Regions from separate parts of the Hordeum vulgare genome. Here region 1 is linked to region 2. The links are chromatin contacts, called in public Hi-C maps. All regions are on one chromosome and are shown on one strand. The core of a region is the stretch at or near the end of the contact, and the rest is flanking DNA. Distances in the headings are between cores, read along the strand shown.

Region 1 (5,058 bases), core at 405-2,904, 790 kb before region 2:
TAGCCATTGCTGGAGCTCTATGGGTTGGCAGCCATGGAGTGAACTGACGGGGCAGCTAGGCACACTCGATAAGACCTCCACATGCTTGATTGCTTGCTCCTACTTCATGTACATAGATACACGGATAGCCCCTCGACAAAAACGTGCGCTGTCGATGGCCAAACCCTGGGGGACACAGATGGGTCCGACATGATAGCGATATGCTATCCTATCCCGGCCAGCGTGTGCTTCAAATACACACACTGACTGACTGACACACACATATAAAGTTGTTCTTTGTGCAGAAATATATGGCTGTTCTTTTCTGCAATGGAAGTATATATAGAATATATATGTGGTTGCCCTTATATTTATGCACATATCTGCACACACACTTACTACGTGTGGCGCGTGGGAGCATACAGTTGATGTAATGGTTTCGAAGTACCAGCAGATTTTATAGATTATATATTTCAAACAATGAAAATAAGATTTTGGACGGTGAAACAAACACAAACAATAAATGCTTTGGATGAAACAAAATGTTACATCAAAGATAGTCCGGGGTTGTCCTCTTAGCTTCACCTTTTACATCTCGATTTTTTCCTTTCACATTCCCAGTGAGAAAAGCGTGGAAGACCAAATATACATAAGTTGGATTAATCGTAAAGTTTTAAAATAGCTGCATTCATTGTTCACCTCCAATGGACAAGAAAACTAGGCTGCTAGACGCGTTGTAGCCACGAACAAACTTCTTGCAGTGTAAGTCGAATCACTAATTCTTCGCCACGATACAATCGAAGAACAATGCCATGACCAAACATAGGAACGAAACCGGAAATTCAGTGCATAAAGTTCATCGACCACGGCCAAATTAATTAGGCCGAAGCATTGGATGACAATCTCTGCCGAATTAGGAGCCATTGATTTATAGTCCAAACACACCACATGTTCTTTGGTACCAGTCACGAAAAGATAGGGTTTGAGAGGTGGGACTTTTATTCCACTTGACATTGCCACCACCATCACATATATACCTCTAGGACACAATAAGCACAAATAGAGAAAACAATTAAAAACGCTCTCTGATTGTTGGCTTGTTGGCTTGAAATTAACTAGGCGATCTTGCTCAAGTAGGTCAGTTAGAGTGGAACTCATTGCTGGGTCAATTTTCCGTGTAATGTATGTGTTCGCACCTCTATTTCCACAAACGGTTTTGGTGAATCTCAGTGCGAAGATTAGATGTTTGTTGTTGTTGTTGTTGTTGTTGAGCAAAAGCAATAAATATGAGAATATTTGTTTGGTACCGAGGTGGTGGGGTTATCATGAAAAGGAAAAAAGGACAACACAACTGGGCAACGCGTAATTAGCTATAAACGGGGAGCACGACGCAATGATGCACACACAACAGCCTGATACATCATCATCATAAATTCATAACCATCATCATCTGTTTTTGCCTTTCTTGGCTCCCTTTCGTTCGGAGAGTGCAGTGCAGCGTTTCTGCTGGCATTTTATCCGCGCCGCGGCGCGCGTATACGGAGTTCGATCGCTCCTTGGTTCATATAGTTGGGCCGTTTATCAGAGCGAGGGATGGTCACACACTTTTCAGCCACCTACCTAGCTGTCGGTGCATGTGCGAGTTCTCCATACCCTCTATATAAACGGCCCTCGAGCTCTCTTGCAGCTCACACCCACACCAACTAGCTTCCTTCCATCCACCTCTCTCGCCCGCATCTCAGCCGATTTTCCGGCAGCGCGTACGTAGCGTCCGGCAGTGTGTAGCCAGCGCACGTACGTCGGCCGGCCGGCAATCTCCGCCGTGTCCATTTCATCGCCACCGCACGTACGCGCGTACCGACTCGAGCCTGCGGCTAACCGGCGGGTAGTGTCACGTACGCACGGAGTTTGCCCTCGTGCTGGGACGACGACTGTGCAGGCGGCCTGCTGCTCTAGGTATACACGGCAGGTGGGTTGGCGCGGTCCTCGGAAAAGAACAACACTCTAGCAGGAAGAAGGCGGAAAGGCTTTTAGGCACGATCGAGAGGATGGTGAACACGGCGTCGGCGGGCGTGAACAAGGCGGCGGCGGCGCAGGGCGGTCGCGGGGCTCTGCCGCTGGCGTCGCTGAACCACATCTCGGTGGTGTGCCGGTCGCTGGAGAGCTCGCTCGGCTTCTACCGCGACGTCCTCGGCTTCATCCAGATCCGCCGCCCGGGCTCCTTCGACTTCGACGGCGCATGGTACGTACGATACGATCGTCCGGCGGCGCACCGGCGATGCGGCCTAGCACTAATATTGTACCAGGAGTATTTCTTAGCCCACATATGATGACATGGTTGCCGGTTTTCAGGCTCTTCAACTTCGGGATCGGCGTGCATCTGCTGCAGGCGGAGGACCCGGAGAGCTTGCCGCCAAGGAAGACGGAGATCAACCCCAAGGACAATCACATCTCCTTCACCACGGTATATTACCAATCTCATCAATCAACCACTACCATTGCCCCCACTTGTGCCCATAGTTACTCACTCAAAAAAAAAAAAAATAGAGAGTGGCATTGCATTGCACCATTGCCCACACCTTGGCCTGTTTCTCAGCTAGCTTGCTCTGACTTGTGACTAGAATAGTAATTAAACGATTCTTCCAGAAACAGATCGGTTCAAAAACTAGACAGCCGCACATGCTGCTCGATGAATCTGGAGTAACTGAAATCACGTGCGAGTGCATGCCAACTCCACATACGTGTGTACAAAACAGCTATTGGCTGGAATTTCAGTTGGTTGATTGTCAGCTATTGGCTGCACTTGGCCAAAGTAGTACAGCTAGGCGTTCCCGGCTCCATCGTCCATGCCACAGAGATCGATTTCTCTGCCTCCACCTTCAGGATTTGCTTGCCACGCGCGGAGGCGCAAGTGGCCTCGACCGGTCTCATCCACCTCGTACCGTCGTACGCCAGGTAGAGAAACGACAGCCGAGATCCAATCAGCATCGTGTATATATATGTATAGCTAGTCGCTATGGAGTAACTAATAATGATCATTGCTCTAGCTAGTTGATTGTTCTTGGTCAATGGCAACCGGAGTAGATTTTTTCCATGTAGATCAGATCAACAGGTGTACTAGCTAGAGTACACTAGCTTCCTACCGTAACTTCCAAGGTGGATGTGAAACACGCTGTTCCACTCATCTTGGATGCGTACGTCCAAACAGATCTCGATCCAGGGATGGTTCCAGCTAAACTACACTTGACAAACGCAACACCAGAACATGGTTACTCCTCTCTTATAGTATTTCTTTACGGAGGGAGTACTACATAGTGGAGTACGTGGTATATATATTGGTTCATTGGAGATCTGGAATTGAAAATCAGGTCATGAGAGGAATGCACCCACATGCACGATCATGCCGCGCCATCACCGTGCATGCATGCACGCCGCACGCATGCATGTCCACCCTTGATCTCGCAACAACAACCACATAAAATAAAGTCTTGGCCTGGTACATGCACAGCGTACACCGTACCGTTGTGATGCCTCCACCACCACAGGAAGCAGATCGCAGTTGCACCCACGTTGATCACGACACCTGCGGTAGTGGAGCGGACGAGCGGTACCAGTACCTGGCTCTGTTCGATCTTGTCGTGCGCCGATAGCGAATACTCCCCCCATTTATAAATATAAGTTGTTTTAGAGGTTTTTAATACGAACTACATGTGGATGTATATAAACATATATTAAAGTATATATTTATTTCCTTTGTTTCGTATGTACGTCATAATAAAATCTCTACAAAGATTTTATATTTAAGAACGGAGGGAGTATTACGGTACCAGCTAGACTGTGTCTTGCCCGTCTACACCGTATTGTGGCTGCACAATTTTCCTTCTGTCTCCATGCACATGCACACTCGAAAGCGATTCTCCAACCGGACTCGATACGGATTCTCCCCGTGAGCACACGAACGTGATGGATGGAGATGGAGGGCGACACGGTGGACGCATGCGTGAGTTGGCCAGTGACACGGTCACATGCGCGTATAGCGTCTGTCTAGTCTAGCACTAGCAAACGCCTTCGTGATATATATAGTGCCGTGTGCTTATAATTTCGAGCTAGATTACATGCATGTGGCCTGAATGTGATGGCCGGTTTGCGAGAGGATAGACCTAACGTGGATATCTTGTGTGCTTGTGTGGCTGTGGGTGCATGTACGTACGACATGTCACATCTCTGTGTGTGTGTGGCTGACGTGTCATCTGTGTTGCTTCGTGTGCATGCGTTGCAGTGCGAGAGCATGGAGGCGGTGCAGCGGCGGCTCAAGGAGCTGGGCATCCGGTACGTGCAGCGGCGGGTGGTGGAGGGCGGCATCCACGTCGACCAGATCTTCTTCCACGACCCCGACGGTTTCATGATCGAGGTCTGCACCTGCGACAACCTCCCCGTCATCCCGCTCGTCACGCAGCTCGACGCCGCCGCCTGCGCGCCGGCGATCGTCGGCGTCGCGCCCAGCTGCAAGAGGGTCTCCAACCAGCACCACCAGCTCAGCAACAACGTGCCCGACGTCCCGCCAACGGCGGCTCAGCAGTCCGTCGGCGGCGGCTGCGTCGGGGAGGTCGTCGACCCGGCGGCCACCATGTCCGCCAGCACCATGATGACCTGCTCCGAGCACGCCTGCATGCAGGTGTAATCATTCACCAGTTGGCTCGCGGGGACGCGACGTTTTGACGGACTGTCGAGCTCAAGCTCGAGCCAGGCATCGTTTGTTTTTCTGCGGTTTCTTTTGCGCGTAATTAGCTGTGTTTAGCACCGGTCGGTTTTCTTCTCTTTTCTTCGTCCAGTATATTTGAGTTTGTACGTAAATTGTATTCAGCTGCATGCAGGTAGCTCTGGCTACCGCTTCATTACACTGACGAGATCCATTGATCTCTCAGCCAGCTAAGTAGCTAGTTGCTTCCTATGCATGCATGCCATTGTATGTTGCACATATATATGTACTATCAGTCTGTGTATTCAATCTAGTGATCATCTCACTGATGGCACATGTGTCTATATGTCCGATCAGCATTGCTAAATCTCAGTCGATTG
Region 2 (5,379 bases), core at 2,286-4,785:
ATGTTTTTCCCTCATGGACCAACAAGGGTAGTGTTTCGGGTAACTAATTGGTTGCCACATTGATATGGCATGCAGAGAACGGCATCGGCAATGCAACAGAGCATGGGTGCTGTCGTGAGTGGAAACATGCCATGCCACGGGTACTGATGCTGTTATATTTTTAGTAGTGGTTCTTTTTTGCTCTTGTCTATTCCTGGTTGTGGGGTGCCTGCAGGAGTGATATAATATTACAATGCTAGGGTGGCGTCCTGGGTGATGCAATTTTCTTTCGGCTCCGAGCTAGATTGTATTTCATCAGTTCCACTCAGAAATGAAATTGGGAGCAAGAAGCTCCTTAATTAAAAATAAAGAATGGAGCACAACAGTATCAATTTGGTACGAGCGAAGAACTAGTCCTAGAAAAGATATAAAGTAGGGCACAACTATACCAATGTTAAGGCTATTGATCGTAGAGTCTCCAAAAATCCTTGTGTAAAATTAACTAAATTTCAAACATAAGTAGGTCAATGGTGTTGACATGACACATGAGAAAATATTGTGCAGATATGGCCCGGAAAGATGCAATGAATTTTTGCAGTAGTGAAGATCCCAGATGGAAAGGGGAACTGACTAAAGATATTCAAACAAGACAACTGGTAGATGAAAGAGGCGAAGTTACGCGGTTTACTCGAATATTGAAGTGGATACCCTTGACGCGCATCCGGCCAGGCTTCCAGACACTCCTCTGAAGATACATAAGCTCATCAGTTGCTATAGTGCAACTGCAACATGTGCAGCAAAATGGTACACGCATGGCAGAGTCTAATTTACCAGAAAGATACAGCAGCCATTCCTTTGCTTCTTTTAATATAACTGTCATCGTGAAAAGAAAGATCATTCCAATTCAAAAAGGAGAGAACATCATTTACAACAACATATACAAAATTTACAGGGCGAAAAATATGTGCATTTGGTGGTCTAACAAAGAATGATGTCAGGGATTAATTTTGTGGATAAGAGGTTCGTGCAGGTTAATAAATAATTGAGGGTGTTTAACTATTTTACCAAGATTGGTCGGCACTTTGGTGTGAGAATTTCCACAGAGCCTTGGGGCAGTGAAAAAATTAGTCTGCTGGTCAGGAGCGCCTGCGAGGAGTACAAAAGTGAGAAACAGTAGCAAGTAGGTAGCAAAGTGCAAAGAACATCATCAAACATGATGAGGCTGCTGTGCAGGCGTGCAGTTATAAATTATTCTGCACACCACCCATGTGTGCAAATTGTGAAGTAACTACCAAAAGCATGGCAACGGAGAACTTAAGAGAAACAATGTTCAGATATAGATAAGACAACTTCTGCAAAGAAGGACAAACAACAGGCACAGTAACCAATCAAGACTGTATTAAAAGCAGCAATAACAAAAACAATATGATAAAGCACAGCACCTGTTGAAAAAAAAATGTGATAGCACAATCATCATCGTTGAGCTAGTCCATTCTAATTTTGCAGAGAAATAAGCTACATGGCTAGAGGTGTGGCTTCAAAACTACACCCTCTGTTTCTAAATATAATACGCTTTGGCAGTAGGGACAGAGGTAGTACTATGCAGGCGTAGCACACGAGCACTTCAAGAACAATTTACTGCCGGCAAAGATACCTTATTGCATAAACCAAACGTTTTTCTTTGGAAATGACACTAAACTTGCTGTTTTCTTCAAACGGGACAACACTAAAGGTTTATAAGATGAAAGGAGGTTCGAAGTTACCTTTGCTAGATGTTGATTGGACTGGATCAGCTTGACGCGGCTTACCAGCTTCCACACTTCTACCTGAAGATCACGTAACTTTATCAGTTGTTGTTGTGCTAATCCTAATCAACAAGAAGTTGGGCATAAATACAGTCTGACATATATAATATAAGTTAAAACAACAAATAGAGCTAGAAAAGAGAGTAGTTCTTTACCAACAAGTTCCACCAGCCATTCCTTAGCCTTAACTGAAGCTTCTGGCATTGATAAGACAGAGGAGAAAAAACTTGTTAGTTAATAAGCAGAGCACAAGCATAATAATTAGGAGGTAGCAAGGGCAGCCACAAGAGGCCTGTGATGATAGTATCATACCACGAGTTAACTCCTGAAAGTGATTACTTGAAGTCAAAGAGGGCAGCCTGCACAAAGCATGGAACGTATCTATAATTAGTTAGGGTGCCACCAAGAGTTGGGAGAAAGAAGTAAAAGTGAAGAGCATTTCAGTTCGTGCAAAGAAAATTTATGATGCACATACATCTTCTTCTTCTGAAGATAAAGCCCGGCAAGCACAGACGGCGGGACATGGCCGCCCTGTTTCTTCACGCGGCGCCTCGGACATAAACTAGTAAAATACAGCCGATGTGGCAATCAAACTAACAGTCACAGGCTAGTAAGGAATCGAGCCAATAAATTGGGAGGGGTCAGTAGCATGCCTAGCGTGGCCAAATCCGAGGGGAAGTACGTTCTGGGGATTCATTGACCCGCGGCAGGGGCGCATATAGTCTTTCAACTCTGAAGTCTGACTAACCAAATCATACATGATCGACGATGCCTCACACCTCACGCGAATCAAGTCCACAGAATCCCTGCATTCACGACATGACACATATATATTTGAGGCTCAGACAGAAACAATTACTGAAATGATGGCAAAACGAACTTTTTTGTGGCAACTTTATTTGACGCGGGGATGGCAAGCTTAGTTGACAAGCATGCTTGTCAACTAAGCTTGCCATCCCTCGCGTATATAAATTGCCACACACAAAAAAAAACGTTTGATTTGCCATTGGTAAATCCCAAACGTTCGGGGCTTATCTGCGTCCAACAATTAAAATTGATTGGGTCAGTGGGATGATACCTAAGTGACTTGGACTCGATGAGGGACGAGAAGATGGCGCGGAGCTTAGTGAGGGACTGAGGGCAGGGCTGCTTGTGAAGAAGCGGTCCAAGCACAGACTGACTGCTGCTGTTACGGAGAGGGCCTCCTTTTTGCCGGAGACGATGTCATCGATAGCTTTGTGGACGCGGAGAAAGTGGCAGAGGGCGCGGCCGTGGACGCCCAGCGGATGATCGGACGGCAGGAAGCGGGTGAGATATTTGATGGCCTCGCTCCACTGGCCGTGGAGTACCAGTTTGTGCAGATGGATCGCATCCATGAACGCATCCGTCTCGCCAGTGAATCTGCATGCGCGCACGAATTATCAGGCAACTCGTAGACAAATCCACTGCTATGCAGGCGTTAGATATCAAATCAATCGAACAATTAAGCGGGGATTTTCAAGGTACATACGTTCGAAGGGTTTGGGTGAATTTGTGACTCAAGAGGAACATCAGGAGTCGCCGCTGCCGAAGGCGCGACACGCAGGGGTACTCCGCCAAACGCTTGCGCTTGTCGCCGGCGATGGAGAACCCGAACCCACCGGCCGGCTTCCCCCCGCCGCGGCTTTTCCTTTGAGATGTCATCGCGCCGGTGGAGGGGGCAGCAAAAGGGAGGGATCGAGGGAGGGAGGGGTTTAGGGCCGGCCTTGAGAACGGAGGGGACAAGTGAGGATTGGGCTTTCCGTGTGCGGCCGAAAAACTATTAATTAAGGAAAGTAAAATCTTTACTTTTACCTAATCTCTTCCTAATCTCTCTCTAATCTCTCCCTAATAATAAAGCACATACGGTTTTTGATCGTCCGTCATGAAAATTACCCATAAAGTTAGCATAAATTACCCACCATGCCACTGGTAAATAATAGAAAACGTTTTACAAAGCGAAAAATCTTGGACTGGGCCGGCCCATGTAAAAACCTCCTATATTACGCTCTACATGCTGGAAGATTATCCAGCACATCGTATGGGCCGGCCCATGCACATGCACCTGCTTTTAGTTCCGTTTATTTATTTATTTTCAGTTTAATAGTTTTATTTTTATATTTTAAATAATTTAGAACTTCAAACAATCTTTAAATTTTTAATAAACTGAAAATTATAAATTAACATATTTAAAAAGTAAAATGTTTGTGACTTCAAAAACTGTTCGGAGTTTTGTAAAAAATGCTCGCATATATAATAAAATATTTGCAATTTTAGAAAAATGTTTGTACAATAAGAAAAGTCCATGATTTCAAATACAATTCCATGTATTAAAAATTATTAAAGACATTTATCAAAATGCTTTCTAATTCAAAATATGTTAATGCATTTAAAAAATGTCCAAATTTTTTGAAAATAGCTAATGCCTGTTTTGATAGTTTCTTTTTTTATTTAAAATTTTTCGTTCCATTTTATTTTATTTCTAATGTATATAATTTAGAATTACAAAAACTTTTGCATATTAAAAAATAGGAATTTTAAATTAAAATGCTGACGAAAACATAAAATGTTTGTTGATTCAAAAAAAGCGTCGGTTTTTTATATTTTTTTTTTAAATTCCAAAACAATGTCCATGAATTTAATAAATATATTACTGATTTATAGAAATGTTTGTTTATTCAGAAAAACTTCATGCGTTTCAAAAAATGTTTGTGAATTTAAAATAAATCCTCCAATATAAAAAACTATGTTCGTCTTTTCTTGAATTTGTCGCCAATTCACAAGAAAATATTTAAACCCGTTCGAAATATAAAAAATATTCACGATTTTAGTAAATGTTTTTAAATTATCAAAAATGTTTTCGATTTTAAAATTGTTCCCATATTTGTAAAATTGTTCACGAAAGATCTAATGCATGTAGTTAAACATTAATGTTTCTATGTCTTTGTGACAATATACCTTTGTGAATTTTGAAGAATTAACTGTTGGATGGATCGAATTATTATTGTATGTTTGCTAAACAAAATCTTGAAATTCAGATAAATCTTTGAGTTACCAAGATTTTTTACTACCATGATATATATTTTTTGGAAATGTAAAGAATGCTTCAACTTGTGAATAAATTTAAAAGAAGAAACATTTTCTTGCATTTGTGCATAAAATTTTAAAATCAAACGATGATATATGAACATAATGTGGTTACCATCATTGGAGATTATGTTTTTTTTTCTTTCGTGGCAACGCACGGGTAATTTTGCTATTAATAATAAAGCAAATACGGTTTCTGGTCGTCCGTCATGGAAATTACCCCTAAAGTTTGCATAAATTACCTAACATGCCACTGGTAAGTAATAGAAAACGTTTCACAAATCGAAAATTCTTGGACTGGGCCAGCCCATGTAAAAACCTCCTATATTACGCTCTGGATGCTGGAAGAATATCCAGTACACCGTATGGGCCGGCCCATGCACATGCGCCTGCTTTTAGTTCCGTTTAGTTATTTATTTTCAGTTTCGTAGTTTTATTTTTATATTTTAAATAATTTAGAACTTCAAATAGTCTTTAAATTTTTAATAAA

What was found. Hi-C and Micro-C count contacts between places; a contact is called where the count stands out from the background.
Region 1: a Hi-C map of leaf shows a contact between it and region 2, with 5 times the contacts expected there. The contact joins the promoter of LOC123443049 here to the promoter of LOC123443047 in region 2. A contact is called at or near these places in 3 of 6 Hi-C or Micro-C datasets (all in leaf).

What each region holds. Positions count from the first base shown.
Region 1 is chr3H:79,478,647-79,483,704 of MorexV3_pseudomolecules_assembly, reverse strand. LOC123443049 reads left to right here and starts at 1,654. Exons shown (of 3, transcript XM_045119279.1): 1 at 1,654-2,221; 2 at 2,332-2,443; 3 at 4,259-5,007. The coding sequence starts at 2,028. The coding sequence ends at 4,660.
Region 2 is chr3H:78,693,783-78,699,161 of MorexV3_pseudomolecules_assembly, reverse strand. LOC123443047 reads right to left here and starts at 3,535. Exons shown (of 11, transcript XM_045119278.1): 1 at 3,295-3,535; 2 at 2,863-3,185; 3 at 2,260-2,590; 4 at 2,097-2,143; 5 at 1,940-1,981; 6 at 1,743-1,805; 7 at 1,045-1,125; 8 at 811-852; 9 at 668-724. The coding sequence starts at 2,261.